Regions from separate parts of the Mus musculus genome. Here regions 1 and 2 are each linked to region 3. The links are chromatin contacts, called in public Micro-C and promoter capture Hi-C maps. All regions are on one chromosome and are shown on one strand. Each heading gives the region's core, a stretch centred on a gene start, on an enhancer-like site or on the middle of the called end of the contact. The rest is flanking DNA. Distances are from core to core; before and after follow the strand shown.

What was found. A called contact is a pair of places that touch in the nucleus more often than the background predicts. Capture Hi-C pulls out chosen DNA fragments and counts their contacts.
Region 1: a Micro-C map of the G1E-ER4 cell line shows a contact between it and region 3, with 5 times the contacts expected there. The contact joins the enhancer-like site here to the promoter of Cbfa2t3 in region 3. A contact is called at or near these places in 2 of 15 datasets of contacts at CTCF or cohesin (the G1E-ER4 cell line and stem cell-derived epiblast-like cells), 126 of 484 Hi-C or Micro-C datasets (the AML12 cell line, B cells, the C2C12 cell line and 76 more), 36 of 115 datasets of contacts at active chromatin or transcription factors (the HPC-7 cell line, T-cell acute lymphoblastic leukemia, VIP interneurons and 26 more) and 3 of 9 other capture datasets (adipose tissue, embryonic stem cells and liver).
Region 2: a promoter capture Hi-C map of pancreatic islet shows a contact between it and region 3. The contact joins the promoter of 9330133O14Rik here to the promoter of Cbfa2t3 in region 3. A contact is called at or near these places in 1 of 39 promoter capture datasets (pre-B cells), 2 of 484 Hi-C or Micro-C datasets (B cells and embryonic stem cells), 3 of 115 datasets of contacts at active chromatin or transcription factors (embryonic stem cells and pancreatic cancer cells) and 1 of 9 other capture datasets (pancreatic islet).

Annotation. Positions count from the first base shown.
Region 1 is chr8:122,808,132-122,811,964 of GRCm38.p6, reverse strand. The region is part of intron 7 of Acsf3 (acyl-CoA synthetase family member 3); the gene reads right to left. Among named protein-coding and RNA genes, the nearest start is that of Gm35466, 13 kb to the left of the region's middle. Within about 2 kb of position 1,829, at least 8 of the 459 cell types and tissues checked have an H3K27ac peak or open chromatin away from gene starts, as enhancers often do. A contact at or near this core is called in the G1E-ER4 cell line and cerebellum, where this site is marked.
Region 2 is chr8:122,441,607-122,445,743 of GRCm38.p6, reverse strand. It overlaps 9330133O14Rik (RIKEN cDNA 9330133O14 gene), which reads right to left and starts at 2,088. Exons shown (of 1, transcript NR_045696.1): 1 at 1-2,088. Mvd (mevalonate (diphospho) decarboxylase) reads left to right here and starts at 2,322. Exons shown (of 10, transcript NM_138656.2): 1 at 2,322-2,450. The coding sequence starts at 2,378. It overlaps Gm20735 (predicted gene, 20735), which reads left to right. Exons shown (of 3, transcript NR_015497.2): 3 at 103-476.
Region 3 is chr8:122,676,140-122,680,567 of GRCm38.p6, reverse strand. Cbfa2t3 (CBFA2/RUNX1 translocation partner 3) reads left to right here and starts at 2,393. Exons shown (of 12, transcript NM_001109873.1): 1 at 2,393-2,706.

The sequences.
Region 1 (3,833 bases), core at 580-3,079, 130 kb before region 3:
TGGATGGGCCTGGACAAGCTCAGGGCTTATTCACGGAAGACAGGGAGAGGCTGGCCCTAGAGAAAGGACTGGCACTGGAGAGTTCTCTCGTGTGTGGCAGCTGTGTGTGTGGCAGGTGACAAAGGGTTGGATGGGCACCCTCAGCCTAGACCAGGACAGGCCTTGGACAATACTGACCGAAGGGAAAGGACCCAGTGTGGGCTATGGGGCACTCAGGTCTTGTCCTGGGTCCTAAGGGACCCTCTACCTTTGGGGCATACAGGACTTGTCCTTCCCACTCCTGCTGTAGCTCTGGGTCCAGCTGTGTCCTTCGGCCTGGGAAGCTCGTCTTCCATCGGCATCTCCTGCTGTAAGCATCAGGTTGCTTGTCTCCGCATGAGACAGTGAGGTGGCAGCCTGCACTGAGGGTCCTAGCAGGAAGCTCTCTGATGCTGCTCCCTGGGTCTCCACTCCCTCTAAGGTGCAGCAGAGCTGAGCCACTGCCCTGCCCTGAACGTGGCTTCTCTTTTTGGACCTGCAGGAGATACCATACTGCCCACTACAAAGCTCCATACTCTCGCCCCAGGCCCCACGCTGTTAAGTTTGATCTGGTGAGAAGCCTTGGGACAAGGGATTCTGCACATGTGGGTTCTTGATCTGGGGCCGTGCCCCACGCTGCGCTTTTCTCTCTTGAGGAAAGAGATCCGGGCACCGCTGGGCACAGACTGACCTCTTGGCAGATTCTGCCTCACTGTCAGGGTTTGGGGACAGTGCATGAGCATGAGGGACTGTCACAGCCCATGGCAATGATGGGTGCCAGGGTCAGGCTACCTATTGGCAGCGCTGGGAGAGAGGAGTTAAGACTGAGTGCCAGGTTCTGGCTCACCCTCAAAGCTCCATGAGGTGCCGTCCTCTCTAAGCTTGTGAAGTGTTACCTCACACTCTGTCTATACAACAACTCTGTAACTAATAAGGCCACACCGGGGGTTTCCCTCTGCCGATTCCATGCTGCTTACAGCTCGCGATTTCGTAGAGCCTGCAAGACCTCAATCCTAGCGTGCTCTGAGCTCTGACGATGCTGACAGAGGAGTCCGAGCCACTGGGGGTGTGCTTAGCCTTCATGAACCCTGGCCTTGCAGACAGCCTCTATAAATCTCTCTAGCTGGTGCCTGTCCCCAGGTGACAGGCAGGTTGATAGAGCGCGGGCTTTCGCAGTGCTCCGCTCAGATGTCAGCACACAAAGCACTGGCAGCCCAGGCCCCCATCTTTACTTGGATGACTGGATTCCACTCTGCTGAACAGTCCTGTTCATGGCAGAGTCTGATGCAGGGCTGAGGTCCGCTATCAGCACCTCCACCAGCACACGGTCCACGTCTTTTCTGAGGCTTGAGAAAACTGCTCTGTCTAGGCCACTGGGTGTCCTTGCCTGCAAAGGCAGGAAGGGCCAGCACAGATGCTGGTGCCAAGGTCTGGCAAGCTGCAGGGAACTGTGAGCTGTAGGCTGCATGGCGTCAGGCGGAGGGAGAACCTGGGTGTGGTCACTATGGTTGTCCACGGAGGGGCTTCTGTGGGACAGATCACTAGGCAACACATCACTAGCTTAGAAAAGATAGCAAGTCAAGGGGGCTTGAAGGTGCATTTATAACAGAGGCTCAATTCTTAACTCCTTCCTCCCAATAATGCTGCTGACAAGGGGACTTCCAGACAGAGGTGACAGAAAGTATTCAAGGGGACACAATGAATGTCCTCATAAAAACAAAGATTTGGAATTCAGAGTGCATGAAAGTGGATTAGAGAGGACCCTGATGCTGGGGTTTCCCAATGGTGACAGAAGCAGTATCTGGTTTCCCCATGGCCAGTCAGCCACACAGGATGAGTCGCTTTTGCTCCAGGGCACTGTGCTGGGTCCTTACTTGATCTGTGGCAGAACAGCAGCGCCTCCATACAGGAACTAAGAACATCAGTGCCTCCATACAGGAACTAAGAACATCAGTGCCTCCATACAGGAACTAAGAACATCAGTGCCTCCATACAGGAACTAAGAACATCAGTGCCTCCATACAGGAACTAAGAACATCAGTGCCTCCATACAGGAACTAAGAACATCAGTGCCTCCATACAGGAACTAAGAACATCAGTGCCTCCACACAGGAACTAAGAACATCAGTGCCTCCATACAGGAACTAAGAACATCAGTGTCCATACAGGAACTAAGAACATCAGTGTCCATACAGGAACTAAGAACATCAGTGCCTCCATACAGGAACTAAGAACATCAGTGCCTCCATAAAGGAACTAAGAACATCAGTGCCTCCATACAGGAACTAAGAACATCAGTGCCTCCATACAGGAACTAAGAACATCAGTGCCTCCATACAGGAACTAAGAACATCAGTGTCCATACAGGAACTAAGAACATCAGTGCCTCCATACAGGAACTAAGAACATCAGTGCCTCCATACAGGAACTAAGAACATCAGTGCCTCCATAAAGGAACTAAGAACATCAGTGCCTCCATACAGGAACTAAGAACATCAGTGCCTCCATACAGGAACTAAGAACATCAGTGCCTCCATACAGGAACTAAGAACATCAGTGCCTCCATAAAGGAACTAAGAACATCAGTGCCTCCATACAGGAACTAAGAACATCAGTGCCTCCATACAGGAACTAAGAACATCAGTGCCTCCATACAGGAACTAAGAACATCAGTGCCTCCATACAGGAACTAAGAACATCAGTGCCTCCATACAGGAACTAAGAACATCAGTGTCCATACAGGAACTAAGAACATCAGTGCCTTCATACAGGAACTAAGAACATCAGTGCCTCCATACAGGAACTAAGAACATCAGTGCCTCCATACAGGAACTAAGAACATCAGTGCCTCCATACAGGAACTAAGAACATCAGTGCCTCCATAAAGGAACTAAGAACATCAGTGCCTCCATACAGGAACTAAGAACATCAGTGCCTCCATACAGGAACTAAGAACATCAGTGCCTCCATACAGGAACTAAGAACATCAGTGCCTCCATACAGGAACTAAGAACATCAGTGCCTCCACACAGGAACTAAGAACATCAGTGTCCATACAGGAACTAAGAACATCAGTGCTTCCATTCAGGAACTAAGAACATCAGTGCCTCCACACAGGAACTAAGAACATCAGTGCCTCCATACAGGAACTAAGAACATCAGTGCCTTCATACAGGAACTAAGAATATCAGTGCCTCCATACAGGAACTAAGAACATCAGTGCCTCCATAAAGAAACTAAGAACATCAGTGCCTCCACACAGGAACTAAGAACATCAGTGCCTCCATACAGGAACTAAGAACATCAGTGCCTTCATACAGGAACTAAGAACATCAGTGTCCACACAGGAACTATTCTAGATGTGCCCTGCGGCCTCACTGTGCTGGGGTCTAGGCTATCTCTGGGGACTGAATGAAGGAACTTGACTACCTTAATTTCCTTTCTTGGCTGGGAGTGAGAAAGAGTGCCCTGTGTTCTGCTCATAGCATCCACAAGGCAGAGTGCAGGAGGCCACACCCTTTTCAGGCCACCACGACTCTGGGAGGAAGGGGATGTTACCATCAGAAGGCTGTACTTGGCATGGGGGTAAGGACCATCTTCCACGACTGCAGTCTAACTCTGTTACACTAGCTCATTGGCTGAGCTGTCTCTACACTGGGGCACCAGGAAGCTGGCTCTTTCTGGTCAGGCTACCTCTCTGTGCCCTCACTCTGTCTGTGCCCTTGGGGAGAAGGCTTCATTTGTTTCAGAAGGAAGCTCCCAGGGCCCTGAGGCCCTGCAGGATCCTGCTGGCTGGGATCTCCAGCAGTTATCTC
Region 2 (4,137 bases), core at 839-3,338, 230 kb after region 3:
AACACAGCTGCCAGCCTACAGTCACCCACATGATTGGCTGCGCATGCCAGCCAGCCCTGCACTGAGCTGTTTCTTGTTTTTTTTGTTTTTGTTTTTGACAAGGAACCAGAACCCTTGGATGAAATCTACCTCTCTACCAGTCTCTATGGTTACCCAGGCCGGCCAGGTGCTCTGGAACAACTCTGACCTCTGAAGACTTCTCTAGGGAACTGAGTTCAAAGGGACAAGCGACAGGGGCACAGAAATCCACAAACAGCATCCTCCCTTTTGAGGTTGCTTTTAGAGGTTTTCTGTCCCCAGTGCCTGGGCTGGGAACCACAGCTGCACGTTGGTCCCCTCTGCTGGCCTGTTCAGACCAAGCTCTGAGGTGCAAGCAGATGGTCACTCAGCCCTGGTGGACTCTCCTCCCTTCATGTCTCATGCATGTGTGTATCCCTGACCTAACAGTGAACTTCACAAACATGACAGACATTTACAACATTTGATGAGTAGAGAGATGACCTACTACTGACTCTTAGCTTCAAAGTATATGGGGTTTCAGGTACTGGTGTCCTTCAGCTCATGAGGTGACCTTGGTCTCTGTACCTGATAATGTACAAAAATACCCATGGGTGAAACTATTCATTCCGGAGTAAATTAATTGTTCTCTTCTTTCTTTAACTTATTGTTTTTATTTTTTAGAGACAGGATCTCACAGTGAACTTCTGGCTGGCCTTGAACTCACAGAGACATCCTCCCCCCTTCTTCTTCTTTGGGTTTATTTATTTAGGTTTTTTCAAGACATGGTTTCTGTGTAGCCCTGGAACTTACTCTGTAGATCAGGCTGCCCTGGAATTTACAGAAATCCACCTGACCTCTGCCTCCTGAGTGTTGGGATTAAACACACCACCTTTCTGCTGGTGTGTGTGTGTGTGTGTGTGTGTGTGTGTGTGTGTGTGTGTATGAAGCAGAAAAGTTATTGCAAGAGAAATTGAAAATACGAGCCATCTCACAAGCCACAAGGAAACAATAGTGAACTCCCATTGGTCAGCTGTCAGCCTGACTGACAGGCTGTCTACTGTGGCGCAGAAGGCCTATTCACACACTCTCGCTCTAGCAGAGAGAGCTGAGCAATCGATCCAGCTTCCAAGATGGCAGCCGGCCAACAGCTATCAACATCGCCCCAGGCACATAGCTGCTTGGCTGGTTCATCCACTTCTAGGAATCTACGCAAGCACTCTTATACACAATGCAAGGAAAGTCCGGTGCATGGCTTCCAAGGGGGACGGCTTGAGTCAATTACCGACGGTCTAGACAAACAAGGAAGCTGTTTTGGTGTGCAGCTGGAAAGTGTCCAAGAAACTCAGACGTAGAAAAAGCAGCATGGAAAAAAAAAGCAACTCCCATTCACTGTGTAGAAAATGTCAGCCAGAAGGCTGTGAAAGGATTAGGTACCATCCACACTCCTAGGAACAGAACTGGTGGCCTGGGTGGGTATCGTGTGCTCGCACATCTTCGGAACTCTAAGCCATTCAACAGCCACGATTTTACAGGAGGTGGAACCAGGAAGTTGTATCTGTTTCTGTTGGAGAATGGATGGTTAGTTCTGGAAACAGAGGTGACGGTTGTATCAAGTAAATATACTAAAGGTCACTAAACTGTACCGTAAGAATGACACAGAAATGTGCCGATCCATTTCAGCTACGGAAAAAAAAAAAAAAAAAACGACAAAATTCTTGCTTGTGTGGAGCTTGGGAGAGAAAATGCCCATCTCGGATGCAGTACATCCGCCGGCGCGGCGGCTGGACACCTCAGGCAAGCTGTGAGACCCCAGACTGTGGGACCAGGAGACTGGAGGTTGTGACAAGAGAAGTCAGATTGTGAATGTAGAAGATTCCAGGATGTGGGGCTCGGGCGCGACCTTGGGCTGCGGATCCCTCCGGATTCACCGTCTAGTGAGCTTTTCATGCAGCGTAGAGGCTAGATGCGTATCCTTTTTCAGCTCCGCTGTTTCAGCAGCAGATGGCCCCGCTGTCCCGACGGTCACTCAGGCTATCCAGTGGTGCTTGTGCCAGAAGGAGGAACCTTTGTAAGAAGGAGGCCTCCTACGCCTGCGCAGATACCACCTCCTGCGCATGCGTAGATTCCACTCCCTGAGCGGACCCCGCCTCTCGCTCGCAGCCACGAGCTTGCAGGCACCGGGGGCGGGCTCAGTGTCAGCCGCACATCATTCGATCCTGTCCATAGGCTAAAAAGTGGATCATGGGCTCGGCCTGTCGCCTATTGGACAGCACGGGAAAAGCCCGGCCAGCGGGCCAATCATATGGCAGCGCGTGAGTCTGTAGACACCGGGTAATCGGTGCTGGGCTCTCTAGCTCGGGACTCCAGCATCTCAGTTATGGCCTCAGAAAAGCCTCAGGACCTAATGGTCACCTGCACGGCGCCGGTCAACATCGCAGTTATCAAGTACTGTGAGTGCTGGAGACAACAGTCACCTCGGCCGGGATCGGGGCATAGAGCTGGAGGCTGTAGTCACTGGGACCCCTGGGCTCGAGGGTCGGGTTCCAGAGTAGCTGGGCTGGAAAGGGGATCCTCCAGGCTGGAATGAGGGGGAAGTTCGCCACCGTCAGATCCATGGGCACAGTGGTGGAAATGGGGGTTACTACAACCAGGATCGGGGAGCCTGGGAGTTGGAGACCGGGGCACAGGTGCCGGGATCGATGTGCACAGGGCTGGAGATGAGGGTCACTGCTGCCGGGATTCAGGGTCCTAGGGCTGGAGGGAAAGACCAATGTCCCGGATCTGGAGTAGCTGGGCTGGAGAAGGCTGGGAGGGTAGCTCAGGGATGAAGGGGGCGTTGCCATGCAGGGATCCGAGGGGCGCTGGTGAGGGGCAGATCTTCCTCCCTCCCTGGTGACACTTGTAAACTGGGGAGGTATTGCCGGGACCAGGGCTTCTCACCCCAGTCTCCCTCTGCTCTTCCTTCCACCGTGGTCATTTAGAAGTGGATCCACGCAGCCTGTAGATTCTTGAGTTTGGCTCGTTTCAGTACGCACGCTCTTCCCGAGGATTATCCAGGTGGACGCAGCAGGATTTCATTGCCCACTGTTGCTTAGGCCCTAGAACAGGGGCTCTGTTGTTACCAGGAAAACTGCTGCCACATTTATGGGCAGGTTTTGGTGTGAACTTTCATCCTTCCTAGGAAGAATGCCCTGGCAGCTCTGGGAGAACAAGAGTCAGTTCTTCATTCTGTTAATGATCTGTGGGTTCCCTGGGGTGGCAGTACCCAGCTGGTATTCCCACCAGTGCTACGCCAACCCTTAAGATTTAATTAATTTATTTAATGTATATGAGTACATTATAGTTGTGAACCTTCATGTGGTTGTTGGGGATTGAATTTAGTACCTTTGCTTGCTCCAGTCAACCCCAGCTCTCTCTGGCCCAAAGATTTATTTATTATTATAAATAATTATTATAAATAATTACACTGTAGCTATTTCAGGTGCACCACAAGAGGGGGTCAGATCTCATTACAGATGGTTGTGAGCCACCATGTGGTTGCTGGGATTTGAACTCAGGACCTTTGGAAGAGCAATCGGCGCTCTTATCCACTGAGCCATCTCTCCAGCTCCCCATTTCTTACTTCATCTCTTTGCGGGCCATTTCTTCTTTGCGTGGTTGCTGCTTGGAGCACTTCCATGGTGGCTGCTTTAAAGCCTTTGCCAGCAGTTGCAGCATCTCTAGACACTTCAACGTTAGTGTCTTTTGGTTTTTGTCTCAGTGTGAGATCCTCCTTTTTGGTGTGACATGATTTGGGGTGAGATCTAATGGTTTTCTGCTGTGCACTGAGACTCAAGTCCTATTAAAACCTTTAGCTGGGCCTGGAGAGATGGCTTAGTGATTAAGAGCACTGACTGCTCTTCCAGAGGTCCTGAGTTCAATTCCCAGTAACCACATAGTGGCTCACAACCATCTGTAATGGGATCCTCTGGTGTGTCTGAAGACAACAACAGTGTACTCACATACATGAAATAAATAAATAAATCTTTTAAAAAACAAAGCATAACCTTTAGCTATTGGAGGAGGGACACCACCTCTTTTATGGCAGACAGATAGATACACCTACTTTGTATGATACTTGTTCCTGCTGGGGCTCTG
Region 3 (4,428 bases), core at 1,144-3,643:
CTGTACTGTCAGCTCGGGCAGGCACAGCCCCTCTCACAGCCTCGTGGGAAGCAGGGACCAGATAAAGGTAGAGAGCTGACTTCACTGGGGAAAGCCACACTGCCATAAGCAAGAGAAAGTGGCTCCTTTGAATTGAATCAAGCCCAGGTCTCTATAGACAATAAAGAGCTTCAGGCGGCACCTGATTTCCTGAGCGGCTGCTGCCTCTAAGGTGTCCACGTGATCCCTGGTGCTTGGTGACTCTTTGTTGTTCTGAGAAGGCGTGTGTCTTGCAGATGGACTGGATACACAGTGTGGGTTGAGAGCTTCCATAAGGTAACATGAGAGTGTCGAAGAGCTGTGACCTGGACATTTCCACAGGGAACCAGCTCTTCATAAAGTAGCAGGGAGACCAAGTGGGTAACAAATGGGCTCTGGAAATGTCTTTCCAGCTGGTGGAAAAATGGAGGGACAACGGCTGTCAGGACTCGTTGTGACTATGCTGCAGTGGGGCCGGCCCACTCCATACAAAGCAGCCCTCAGGGCCCCCACCATCTCCTCCCTGTGCAGCAGCCATGGCTCTCTCTTGGGAGAGCTTCCTAGCTGAGAGGTTTACCTGTCACATTGAATTCTGTACCTCCAACAGAGGTTGTGAGCACCTTTCTTAAGTTCAAGCCACACACTGGCCACTTACCACAAAACAGACATGCCACCCAGCAGCACGAGGTGGGTAAACCTGCAGCTCAAGCTGAGGGTCCCACTCCTGCCTCAGGCTGAGCTCCCAGAGACTGGCTTACGAGGTCTGCTGAGAGGCCACTCTGCCGGGGCCACTCTTCACGACAGTATCTCTGAAGAGGACTGTCCTTTGCTTTCTCGGTGTACACAGCACACTAGCAGCCACACAGCTGGTGTCCATATGCCTGGGATAAAAAGTTTGCGGTCTCAAGCCACATAGCCAACTCTTCTAGATCCACATTCCTCTGTGAAATGGGCTCGGGACCCTCCACTCCTCTATAAGATTGATACATGTGGCCAGGGAGATCTGAAAATGTGGACAGTTTTATAGGTGTCAGACTAGGATTAGATAGCATCCTCCACAGAGGGAGATCCGGGAAACCAAGGAGCCCAGATCCCACCCCAGGAGGACCGTGCAGGAACGCTTTTTCAAGAAGGCAGAGGTGAACCCCTGAGAGGGACCCCAACTGGGGAAAACCAAGCCACTACAGCAAGCCTGGAAAGAAACGGAGGGTATTTTTACTTATTTATTTATTTAATTTTGGCACATTGCTAGATTTTTATCCTTCACATGCAGATGTATGCCTAATGAGATGAAAATCAAGCCCCCCCCACCCCCACCCCCCCGCTGATCTGAAGTTCTGGCCCCTTGTCTCTGCAGGCGGTGACCCTGGGTCTCTCCTTAGTCTCAAAGAAGCAAAGTGTGAGTGAGTGAAAAACTGGGAAGGGAAAGGAAGGAAGTGCAGCGAGTTTGCTCAAATGTACCAACCGGAGGAACGCCTGGGACTTGTCGCAAGGCGCCTCGAGGAAAAGTGGGTAAAGTGGGTGGGGAGCAGGCTCAGAGGAAGCAGAGAAAGTAGGACGCGGACAAGCAGAAGCAGCGGCTGGGGGCTTTTCCTCAGGTTGACATTAAAATGAATGATATGCAAACGAATGCAAAGCATATGCGAACGCCGGCCCCGATGGCAGTGGGGAGAGCGGGATCCTGAGCCCACTTGCCGCAGGTCGCCTGGCGCCTTGGGGACCAAGGCCGAGCGCGGCGGGTGGAGCGCGCCCCCTGCCGGCAGAACGCGCAGGTGGCCCGGGTACCCCGAAGGGCTTGCGAAGGGGGTGAGGGGGGGTGCGGCGGCCGAAGGAGGGGCGCCCGCCTCCCCGTCCCGGAGTAGACACCGCGGCTCCGGGAGCAGCGACGCCGTCGGGCTGCGACTGCTCCGAGGTGGGTGTGTGCGGTGCGCTCAGCTCGCCCGCCCTCCCGGGGCGCGGCCTGCGCGGGGCGGGGGCGCACAGCTAGGAGTCCGCCCCGCACCGGGTTGCCCCGCGCCGCACGCACTGGCTACGCGCTGGGACTCCTCGGCCCGTTCCCACTCCACGGCCCCGCTCTCCTGCATCCGTACGGGGGTCCCACGCGCGGCCTGGCGCTCCTGAGGTCCCTACGTCCTGAGTCGGACCCCATAGCCAAGTCCGCCGGGCGCGTCCCGGGGCCCCTCGGCCACCCGGGCGGTGGAGGCGGGAGCCGCTCTGGGCATTGGGCGGCGCCGGGCGCACGGAACCGGGCCTCTCTCCGGCGGCCGGCGCCCCGGGGCGGAGCGAGCGCGATGGGCGTCGGGCTGGAGGCAGGTGGCGCAGCGGCGGCGGGGCGCGGGAGGCGGGGGCGGAGCGCGCGGGGCGGGGGCCGCGGGACTCGGTGAGACGCGCGGGCGAGCGCGCGGCAGCAGAGCCGAAAGCACGGCGGCTGGACCCGGCGGCCGCCGAGGCCGAAACCACCCGGGCAGCGTGCGGGCTTTGTTCCCGCGCTGGGGGCCGAACGCACTCGGCATGGCCCAGGCGGTCGCCCCGCGCGCCCCGACCCCGCCGCGCGCCTGAGCCCCGCGCAGCGCGAGAAGACAGCGTACGGATCGCCCCCAAGTTATGGAGGTGGCGACCCAGTGAGAAGGAAAAGCCACTTCGGGAGCCGGGTTGCGAGAGAGCTACGGTCCCCTGGAGCTCCAGACCGTAAGTGCCGCCCCTGCCCTGTTCAACACCGCCGCTGTCACCCTACTTTGCCGGTTGCTGCCGTCCCGGGGGTCCTCGCTTTGCACCCCCTCTCCAGCCCCTCCACTTTACAAAGTTCGTGCCCACGGCAGGGTGGAGCCAACTCTGCCCACTCATTTGACTGAGTTGCAGCCACCCTAGGTGAGCAGACAGCTTGACCTGTCCAGAGTGTGTGTGGTTCATCTTTAGGTAGGAGCTGAGTCGGTGGGGGAGTATGGGCTCCCCAACCACCACCCACAAGCGCCCCCTGGGGTGCCGGGTCTCCTGACAAAGACTGGTAGCCTGAATGACAGGGCTCGGGACTGACTGGAGTAGCGGGAGGGCAACCTTCCTGGGAGATAGTGCTGGCAGGAGAGGGTCTGCTGCTTTCTCTAGCCCTTCCCCCTCTTATTTTGGTCCCTGGATCAGCCATTAGGGCCATGGAGCTGAGCATCCTTCCTGATGGTCGGGAGGGGATCCTGACCGCCCTCCCTGGGGTCCTGACAGCCAGGTGCAGGCACAGCCTCCGGCTCTGATCCTTCTCACAGGCTTTGGGAACGGTCCATCTGTGTGTAGGGCAGGCCCAGAGCCAGGCTGTGGGAACAGCGGGGAGGAGGTGTGAGGAGGTGTGAGCACCGCGGAGGGACAGATGGCTGGGAATTCAGCCGGAGTCGGGCTGACTAAGGTGGAGCAGAAGGCAGCCAGGCTGGCAGCTCCTGGCTTTGAGCCGCTGCCTTTCAACTCATGGCCCTGAACTTGGTGTGTTTGGGCTTCTTGACCACAGTGCTGGCTGGACCTACCCCCCTGCTCCATGAATAGAACTATCTGATCATGTGAGCTAAAGCTGACTTTCAGAGCCCAATTCCTCAAAATAACAGACGATCTCATGCTCCTGTTTGTAGGGTTGATCCCAGTAACTGTCACACCCGTCCCTCCTATCCTGAGGCCAGGATGTGGCTTCATTATGTCTGGCTGGGTGTGTGCTTCCTCCCGGCGCTCAGAAACAGGAGGTTCCCAGGCAGCCACTCAGAGGATGGGGCTGGCAGAAGACAAAGGGAGCGGTCACTTTGCCCTGGCATTGCCCTTGCAAGTTGCTGGAAGGTTTCAGAAACTTCTCAAGACTGGGACTCTCTCATCTCCCTAAGACCCCAGGGGCTGGTCTGAGAGAGTTCAGCCATACCCGGCCAGAATGCACTTGGCTCCTGGCCTGGGAAGAAGTAGGAAAGCCCTGTGAGAGATTTCTGGTCTTGTGCATGGAGGGATCCTGATGGGGGCTACACTGGGGTCATGATGTCACCCCACCTTGGTCCACTGAAGGGCGGAAGTCAGAAGATGTGGCTGTCCCCAGTTGGCACTGGGAGCCCACAGTTAGAGCACCAAGCTGAGAAAATGCCGCTATTTGGGACTGTTTTTTTTTTGGGGGGGGGGCACAACCACTCTTGTGCATTGAGAGGGAAAAGCAGAGAAAGGAGGAACCCTGCGAACAGAAGGAACAGATGTGGTGCTCGGTGCTGCCCGGGAGCTAGACAGACACGGGGAGGGAGAATATCACGTTAGGACTGATTTTCTGGCGGAATCCACCCTCCCGGGAGGTACTGTGATCTTGATGAGAGGGGAGAAAGGGAGGGCCATGTGTACCTGGCACACCACCATCTTTTGCTGTGTGCCAAGCCTGAGCTGGCATATGGAAGACACCCCTGGACA